Linked DNA regions of Mus musculus: regions 1 and 2 are each linked to region 3. The links are chromatin contacts, called in public Micro-C and promoter capture Hi-C maps. All regions are on one chromosome and are shown on one strand. The core of a region is the stretch at or near the end of the contact, and the rest is flanking DNA. Distances in the headings are between cores, read along the strand shown. Region 1 holds the start of Prr14l (proline rich 14-like). Region 2 holds the start of Add1 (adducin 1 (alpha)). Region 3 holds the start of Slbp (stem-loop binding protein).

What was found. A called contact is a pair of places that touch in the nucleus more often than the background predicts. Capture Hi-C pulls out chosen DNA fragments and counts their contacts.
Region 1: a contact with region 3 is called in a promoter capture Hi-C map of liver, with 3 times the contacts expected there. The contact joins the promoter of Prr14l here to the promoter of Slbp in region 3. A contact is called at or near these places in 5 of 39 promoter capture datasets (erythroid cells, hippocampal neurons, liver and 1 more), 13 of 484 Hi-C or Micro-C datasets (CD4 T cells, CD8 T cells, the G1E-ER4 cell line and 6 more), 6 of 115 datasets of contacts at active chromatin or transcription factors (astrocytes, bone marrow-derived macrophages, cardiomyocytes and 3 more) and 3 of 9 other capture datasets (adipose tissue, liver and pancreatic islet).
Region 2: a contact with region 3 is called in a Micro-C map of embryonic stem cells, with 9 times the contacts expected there. The contact joins the promoter of Add1 here to the promoter of Slbp in region 3. A contact is called at or near these places in 3 of 484 Hi-C or Micro-C datasets (embryonic stem cells, erythroblasts and uterus), 4 of 115 datasets of contacts at active chromatin or transcription factors (astrocytes, bone marrow-derived macrophages, double positive thymocytes and 1 more) and 1 of 9 other capture datasets (adipose tissue).

The regions. Positions count from the first base shown.
Region 1 is chr5:32,852,905-32,855,605 of GRCm38.p6, forward strand. It overlaps Prr14l (proline rich 14-like), which reads right to left and starts at 1,326. Exons shown (of 11, transcript NM_194340.2): 1 at 1,189-1,326.
Region 2 is chr5:34,572,279-34,575,207 of GRCm38.p6, forward strand. It overlaps Add1 (adducin 1 (alpha)), which reads left to right and starts at 1,386. Exons shown (of 16, transcript NM_001331082.1): 1 at 1,386-1,635. It overlaps Mir7036b (microRNA 7036b), which reads left to right and starts at 1,873; the gene lies at 1,873-1,935.
Region 3 is chr5:33,651,231-33,654,074 of GRCm38.p6, forward strand. It overlaps Slbp (stem-loop binding protein), which reads right to left and starts at 1,344. Exons shown (of 8, transcript NM_009193.2): 1 at 965-1,344; 2 at 733-849. The coding sequence starts at 1,023. Tmem129 (transmembrane protein 129) reads right to left here. Exons shown (of 4, transcript NM_026698.3): 4 at 1,986-2,844.

The DNA.
Region 1 (2,701 bases), core at 76-2,575, 800 kb before region 3:
CAGCCAGGGCTACAGAGAAACCCTGTCTCAAAAAAAAAAAAAAAAAAAAAGATTATTGGGGGGACTAGAGGCTAGCCTTGACTACCTACCTAGTTTGAGCCCGAGCTATAAAAAAAAAATCCCTCAAATCAAAATAATAAACAGGTAAAGTGCTAACATGTTTCCAAAACTTACTATTTCTTTCCCTGATTTTCACCAAGGCTCTCTGTTAACTTAGGGAGTAGAGTACAGCAAGATCCAAAGTGAGAGGAAGAATACTGTATCTTAGGAGCAGGGAAAGCCTTTCTGGTGGAAAGAGGGTTGCAATTTGTGATGGAGGATACATTCATGCCAATAACAGTTTCTCTGAGGACATGACTTTTCTTTCTTAATATATCAATACTAACAACTGACCAAACGTTCACTGTGCACCAAGCATTTTCCACAAAAGTTCCCTTGAGCCCTCATGACAATTCAGAGAAAAAAAAGTACCCAGGTTAAGGATGGGCTGCAACTGACAGGGGATGAGGCAAGGTCATGAGGATGTTAAGTGGGAGATACAAACTTGCAAATATCACACTCCAAAAGAGGAGCAGCAGCTCAATCAATACTAAGAGACTTAATAAAAACACAAAAACCAAAGCTCCCTTGGTGGACATGACTGGGGGAAGGGGAGAAAAGCTGACTTACGATATCATAAATTCAGGGCCTCCCTCTATCTTGGGGTGAAAGTGAAAAATAAAGGATCGAGAGATCTGTTTCTTGCAGATAGGATACCTCTGTCACTTTTGGGAAAGTTGAGAACCTCCTTCACTTGGAAGACGCTGACCAAAGTGGGGGTCGCTCTTTTGAATAAAGAATTCCCCTTGGCACCATAAACGGGTCTCCCTTCGCTGACAAATCGACCAGAGCCGAGGAAAGGCGTATACCAACAAGGGGCGTCGTCCTCTCCAAGGAGAGAGAAGTTGGGGGTCCCCTGCAGATGAAGGTTGAATGGGAGCCTCCTTCCCCTGGAACCAGGACTCCGAGAAGCTGTTTTCTCCCAGGGACGTAGAGCCTGATCTCCTGGATGTCTGTGGGTGTTTGTCACTAACAGCACTGCTTCGGTGCCCTTCGGCTCCCTGAAAGGCTGGGGGCCCGGACCCCCTTTAGTCAGCACCGTCCGGCGGAGGACCCCCAGGCGGTCGTGGGACTGCCCAGGCCTCTTACCCTGTGGCCTCCTCCACGGCTCGTGCTCATCCCTCCACTTTGGCGTCGGCTGCCTCCGTCCCTGCTGTCCCCGCCGCCGCCAACTCTACCAGATCTTCGGGAGCCGAGGCCCGAGGGCGCTCCAGCTTCCACCGCTTCCACAGTGCCCTCCCCCCCCACCTACCGCACTTCCTCATCCGGGGCCAAAGCCAGCCATGCGGACGGGTCTCGATCCCGCCCCCGCACGGCGCGCGCGCAATCCGGAGGGCGGCTCTTCCCGGCTGGTACCTCCACCCTCCGCTAGCTCCAGACACGCTCAGCCCCGCCCCCACCGCGTTGACTCTTAAAGAGAAACACATCGTTCTACCCAGTTCCTGTCTCAGACTGTTACCAGTGCTATGGTCCATATCTCTGAGGTGGACAGATGCCACTCTAGGGCCCTGTCTGCTTCCATCCTGGCAGATTGTGGGACCTTCTAATAACTATAATCAAAGGTTTAGGTCACACCATCCTCCTATTGCTTCTAATCACACTGAAATTCAAAAGATAACCCAGGAAAGTATTTGATTACACTTTGATTTTGTTTCATTGCCTCTCTAGCATTGAAGGTACCTCATTTTATCTGTGTTGCCTGTTTCTTTCCATCCTTGTCTGTTTTCTTTAGGACTCTATATTCATAGCACCTAAAGAAGTGTCTGGAAGAAATTACAATGGACCTGGCATTCCTTTAATCCCAGCACTTGGGAGGCAAAGGCAGGCGGATTTTTGAGTTCAAGGCCAGCCTGGTCTACAAAGAAAATTGAAATTACCTTTTCTTTGATTAGGATCTGCAGAGGAAACCAAGGCTTGGCTGCACGCTCCTTTAACCCCAAAAAGGCAGAAGACAGCCTGGTTTACATAGGATTTGATTTGAGTCAGGATCTTACTTTTTAGCTCAGGCAAGTCTGAAACTTGCTATGTGTGCCAGTCTAGCCTCAACTCTTGACCTTCCTGCCTTGACCTTTTGGATAAAGGGAAAATAGGCATGTGCGACCATGCTTGGCTTATTCGTTTTCTTAAGTCACATGAAAGTATTATTCATCTTACTAAATTTTTATTTTTATCCTTTTATCTCCTCTCTCTCTCTCTCTCTCTCTCTCTCTCTCTCTCGATAGGAAATATTGCAATAGGGTTCTCCCTATGTAGTCCAGGCTGACTTGGAACTCACTATTTAGATGTGGCTCGCCATCTTTTTTCTTTTTTTTTTCTTTTTTTTTTTTAAGTAGCCTCTTAAAATCTATCAACTTTTTGTTTGGTTATTTTTAGTTTTGAAGATAGTTTCTCTTTGTAGCCCTGGCTGTACTGAAACTTGCTCTGTAGATGAGGCTGGTCTCACACTCAAGAGATCTGCCTGCCTCTGCCTCCCAAGTGCTGGGATTAGAAATATGTGCCCTAGGGCTGGTGAGATGGCTCAGTGGGTAAGAGCACCCGACTGCTCTTCCAAAGGTCCAGAGTTCAAATCCCAGCAACCACATGGTGGCTCACAACCATCCGT
Region 2 (2,929 bases), core at 136-2,635, 920 kb after region 3:
CCAGTTAAAGTAGGGGCTTATGGAGGGCAGGTGATTAATGGAGTTTTGACTGATGTCCGACTCACAGTAGGTCCAATAGGTCCCCGGACACATCCTGTGGTGATTTCCCCAGTTCCAGAATGTATAATTGGGATAGATATACTCAGAAATTGGCAGAATTCTCATATTGGTTCCCTGAACTGTAGAGTGAGGGCTATTATGGTTGGAAAGGCCAAATGGAAGCCTTTAGAGTTGCCTCTGCCAAAGAAAATAGTGAATCAAAAACAGTATCGTATTCCTGGAGGAATTGCAGAAATTACTGCCACTATCAAGGACTTGAAAGATGCAGGGGTGGTGGTTCCCACCACATCTCCGTTTAACTCTCCTATCTGGCCAGTGCAGAAAACAGATGGATCATGGAGAATGACAGTTGATTATCGAAAACTCTCTCTCTTCAGCAAACTTTCACTGGCATTAGACTTGTTGCTGGGTGCTGGAGGATGTCAGAAAAGTCATCTGAGAACAGTCAACATGTAGGGCAAATGTTCCTAGGACAGAGGGTACTGACTGGAATCCACAACCTCTCTGACCCTTATGGGGTCAAACTCAGAGCTCTTGCTGTGAGGATCGGTTTGTTTTTGTTTTTTGAGACAGGGTTTCTCCGTGTATGTAGCCCTGACTGTCCTGGAACTCACTTTGTAGACCAGGCTGGCCTCGAACTCAGAATCCACCTGCCTCTGCCTCCCAAGTGCTGGGATTAAAGGCGTGCGCCACCACGCCTGGCTGAGGAGAGGCTTGGATACACACTTCTGTCACTTGAGCCAGGCTCGAGGCTTCAACCTTTAATGGTTTGAAGGGAACCAGGAGCGGGACCCCTTTGTTTCCTTTGGGTCTTTTAGGATTCAGTTGACAGGAGAGACAGTAGGGACTTGATCCTTAGGTTAGTTTACCAGGTCGCTGCCAGGTGGACTGGTTCTGCCAAGGCCTCACCTAGCCTCATTCCCTGCCTCTGAAGAGGCCTCGGTGTTTGTTAATCCACTGTCATCCGGCGGGCCCTTCCTGTCTGTGGAGCTTTATCAGAGCACACACAGACATCTCAGTCCTGACTCCACCCTGATTGACAGCCCAGTCTCCCAAACTGCCTACTGATCTTCTCGCCTGAAGCGCACCTAGACCGTGTCCGTTCGCAGTCAGTTTGTGGGTCTGACCGTCTCAGTGGGAGAACTAGCGTTCCTGTGAGCAGGTGCACCAGCCCGCCGTCCCGGACGCAGCCAAAGCGACCCCTAATCCCACTGTGACACCGCCTTCAGCCGGAGGCCGGAGTCTACCCTTCTCTCCGCCTCCCAGGGCCCCGCCCTTCTCCGGGCCTGCCCCTTGCTTAAGATTGACCAATAACAGAGAGTAGTGCTGGACGGCGGTAGGGCGTTCAGACCAATGGGGCTGTGCATTGTTGGGCCGCAGCGCCGCAGGCCGCACCCAGCTTGGCGGCGGGGGCGAGTAGAGGGGTGAGGGTTGAGGGCGGGAGAGGACGAGGGCTGCTGCAGGCGGCGGGGGGTGCGCGGCAGCCAGGGGGCGGAGCCCAGCGCGAGCCGCAGGCGAGGCGGCGGCCGCACTCGGACCCGGGAAGCCGTGCTCTCTCCCCGATTCTCCGCGGAGGTGAGGCCCGGGAGCGCGGCGAGGTCTCCGGGGCCCCCAGCGGGCGTAGGGCAGGGGCGGCGGTGCTGGGCGGGCAGGGCAGGGCTGGGCAGGGCCCGGGGCCTCTGGGGCGCCTCTGGTGCGCTGAGGAGGGCGCGGCTAGGTCGCTGCGGCGCGGGGTGCCCGGGGTCTAGGTGCTTGCCTCCGAGTGCGGGGGCGAGGACACTGCATCGTCGCTTCCCAGGATGGCCCGGACGGACGCGGGGTTCTCTGTGGAAGCGGCTTGCTCGGCTCTGAGCTTCCTGGTGGGCCTCGGGGTCCTCCCGGGTCAGCATTGTGCTAATGGTGGCTCCAAATGCTGGTCACTGCAGAGATTGTGGAAAGGTGCATCTGGGTTCCGCTTGTCGGCTCTTTTAAAAACTGACACCTTCTGCCCCAAGAGAAAAAAGCCAGCTCTGTCCACGGATGGTAGTAATGAGGTGGTCGTGGAACTTCCTGGAGATGGGGCTTGCCTTTCCTCTCTGTTTTATCGTTCAGACCTCTTCCTAAAAACACTTCGTTTTTATAATTCAGTTCCTGGTTCAAGGTATTTGGTAGATGAGTTGTGTTTGTTTTATGCACACCCATCTTAAAAATAAATATTTTGGTTCACCTGAAACTGCTGTTGTTTTGACCATGATTTTAGGCCTAACGTTGTTAAACTCCCAAAGACCAAGAACAAAGCTAAAATCTGTCTATGCATAACTGCTCAAGAATTTCAGAGAGATTGTGTGTTTGTCAAAAGTGGGTTGAAATCTCAGTCGGGATAGGAACTAGATTGCTAAGGGATCCGCTATGTCTCCTTTGCAAGCAAGCTGGGAGTCGTGGGTGGACTCAACAGGCTCCAGAGAGGAAGGAGGTTGCAGGTCGGAGGTGAGTTTTATGCGGGTGGGATTCTAAAAATCGCAGTCTTTAATTAAAGCCAGTGACGTAGGGATCACATTTTAATTCTAAAACTTTGCTATGCTTCGTCAATTCGCAGCCCAGAATGGTCTGGAACTGAAAATTTCTGCCTCTGCCCCTAGTTCTAGGATTACCTTGAGGTTGACACCACACCCTGATAGTAAAGTTGTTTTTTGAGGAAGTATGAATGGTGTTGACCTTCAGAACAGCTTTTCAGGGTTTAGATGTGGTTTCGCAGAGGTGCAGGTCGGTGTGGTTAGTTTACTCATGTGTGTGTAGGTTAGTGAGAGTCAGCAAATGAAGCGACTAGGAATTCTAATCATTCTGCAAACTGGGATAGTGTCCTTTCTAAGATCTGTTTTACATAAACCAT
Region 3 (2,844 bases), core at 94-2,593:
ATCTAGCAAACACCATAGCCCATAAAAGAAGGTATGGTCAAAATTTCTGAGATCGCTTTTCTCATCAATCACTACACAAAGGTCCCCAAAGAGAGCACTTCCCTGAAGAGTTCACATCACCAGCTTACTCTTAAGGCACTCCTGGTCTCTCTGAATTACTATTTCACTTGCTAGCCCGCCTCCATCAGGCTACCAAGGGACCTCACTGACTTAAGCACAATGCCTCAGGGAAAAAAATCTAAACACCGTGGCAAAAGCTTATCAAATGGAAGGACCCAACTACAAGTATGAATAATCTAGGACTCAATTTTGGTTTGTATCTCGCTTTCACTCAGGTAATAAAACCTAATTTCTCGCCCCAATACACATACACACACACACACACACACACACACTCACTCTCTCTCTCCCCCCCACCCCCGCCCCGGAAGCAGGGGAGGGTTGGAGGTCGAAACATTTTAACAAGATGTTCATAGTAGTAGTCCTTGACATTACTGACATTATGAGTGAAAAATATAAAGGCTGACCCACTCCGGATAAAACCAGTTTTGCTGCCACCTATCAGTCGCTGGTAAGATGCTTCTAACACTGAGCAAAACTGAAGAGAATCTCCAGAGTAAGCTAATCTACTCCACCAGCTTCGAAAACCCGAGTGCCACGGGATGAGGGTCCCCTTGGCCCGTCTCCAAACCCCCCGAGTGACCAACCCGTTTCCAAGGAGTCGGGACCCACCTTTCAGGTCGGTGGTCCGCAGTCTGGAGCTCGCCTTCCTCGGAGTCCTCGGGCTTCCGGTCCCTTCCGTCCGCTCTGCGCTTCCGTCCGAGACTCCATCTCGCAGGGGACCGCGGGCTGAGGACACAGACTGCGGTCAGTGGGCGGGGCCCCCAAGCACCGATGGTTCAGGGAACCCTTAGCTTACAGACGGCGAGAAGTCGAGGACTCGTAGACCGCATGACCCGCTTACCTCGCACCACCGTCGCGGCGACTCCCATAACCGGGTGGGCTTCTAGGTCTGCAGGCCATGGCGGCAGAAGTCTGAAGGGCAGCTCGGCGGCAAGCACTTCACTCGGCAACAGCACTGACGAGGTCTGAGCTCGCCTTGCCCAACCGCCCTTAAGTGCGCAGCGGCCCCGCCCCTCGGTAACTCCCGCGCGCGCGCGGCGAAGGGCGAAACCATGAGACGCGCACCTGCAGGGGAGTCCCTCTCAGCTCTGCGCGCCCGCCTGACGGACCCGGCTCCAACCCAAGCCTTGGGATTGCGGGCAGTCGCTAAACTACAACGCCTAATGCGGCCGTCCGAAGGGCGGGAGAAATGGAACAGCCCGACTAAGGCGGAAAGGAACTGGCGACCTCCCCCAGCCCCCACGGCCTTCCAGGAGGCTGGCGCTGTAGCAGCTGGGCCTCTGATTGGTTGCCCCTTCGCGGGCCCGAGGGATATTGGCGGGAGATTGGGCAGTGCGCGCCACTGCCTCTCAAAGTCAGGAGGTGTGGCCACGGCGAGGGCCGGCCCACCGAGATGCAGTCCAAGATCCCGACCGGCCCCTCCTACCCACCGCCACAGTAAGGCGGGAGAGCCCGCCTCTAGCTTATACCCATAGCTTTAAAACCGTACAAGCCATCCATTAACAGCCAAATAACTTAGTGGCCTCTTTTTCCCCGCAAGGCCATCTGCCCTGCCTCTGGTGCTTGAGTCTCCAGCACGCAGGCCAGGCCCCTGCAGATCCCACCTGTCCTATGTGGGCAATCATGACCCTTCCCTTAAGAGTGGATCTGGCCCAGAGCAGCGTGAGAGGGTGGGATGGTGGTAACTATGTGGAGCCATCTAAGGGCTTGTCCTTCTGAACGTACCAAGCACTGACACTGGTTTCTTATACGACTTTCTGATCTGTGACTATATTCATCTGACTTTCCCAACATCCTGCAGCCACTATGTAAAATACTGCAAAAGTTTGGTTTTACTACCAGGTTAAACAAAATGAAGTACATCACTTGAAAAGGAACACTTTATTAAATACTGTATCATTTAACTACATTTACATTTATTTGTATAAAATTAACTCTTCTGTGGTTAAAAATAACTTCAAACCACTTGGCCTCTGCTAGGCAGACAGCCCTTGAAACTGGCTGTCTCCTGGTCATACTTCAGGGACAGGCAGAACTGAGTTTGCTCTGGTAGCAAATCCCTGGGGTTAGGTGCAGTGTTGGCTGGATAAGGGGCTAGCTTGGTCTGCTACTACTGCTTTCAACAACTAAATGTAAGTGCTTCAGGACAAGTTGAAGGAGAGGTCATCCCTCTAGCAGCTACACTTTGTGTCAGAGATGGAGAGTAAAGAGCAACCTCTTCCCCACCCATCTGTACCATAGATAAGTGAGTACATCTATGTATATGTGCGTCCATCAGAACCTTAACCACTGAGGTATCCTCTCCTGATCCAAGCACCCCACAGGGGCTTGGCTAACCCTGTGCTACACCCCTGATGGGTTTCTTTCTGGATAGTCCTGTGGCTCTCTGGTCCTTGGCTCCCTAAAACCCTTTCCTAGGGTTAGGAGTATGAGCTTTTGGTCTCCCCTGGACTAGAGAAGCAGGACAAGACAACAAAAGCATTGTGGACCCTCTAAAGCATATGCAACCCTCGTGAGGAACTTGGGAAAGTACTCTGTCATACCTTCCTACCAAGAAGTGGCCCCTTGGCTAGCCACAGTCACCAGGATACCCTAGAAGAGGACTTCACACTAGAGTGGCACCCTGGTGACCCTCTCAACTGTCAGTGTCTACCCAACACCATAGGGTCTGGTTTTTAACTGAAATACAGGTATGCTATGTAATAGAATTAAGGCAAACAG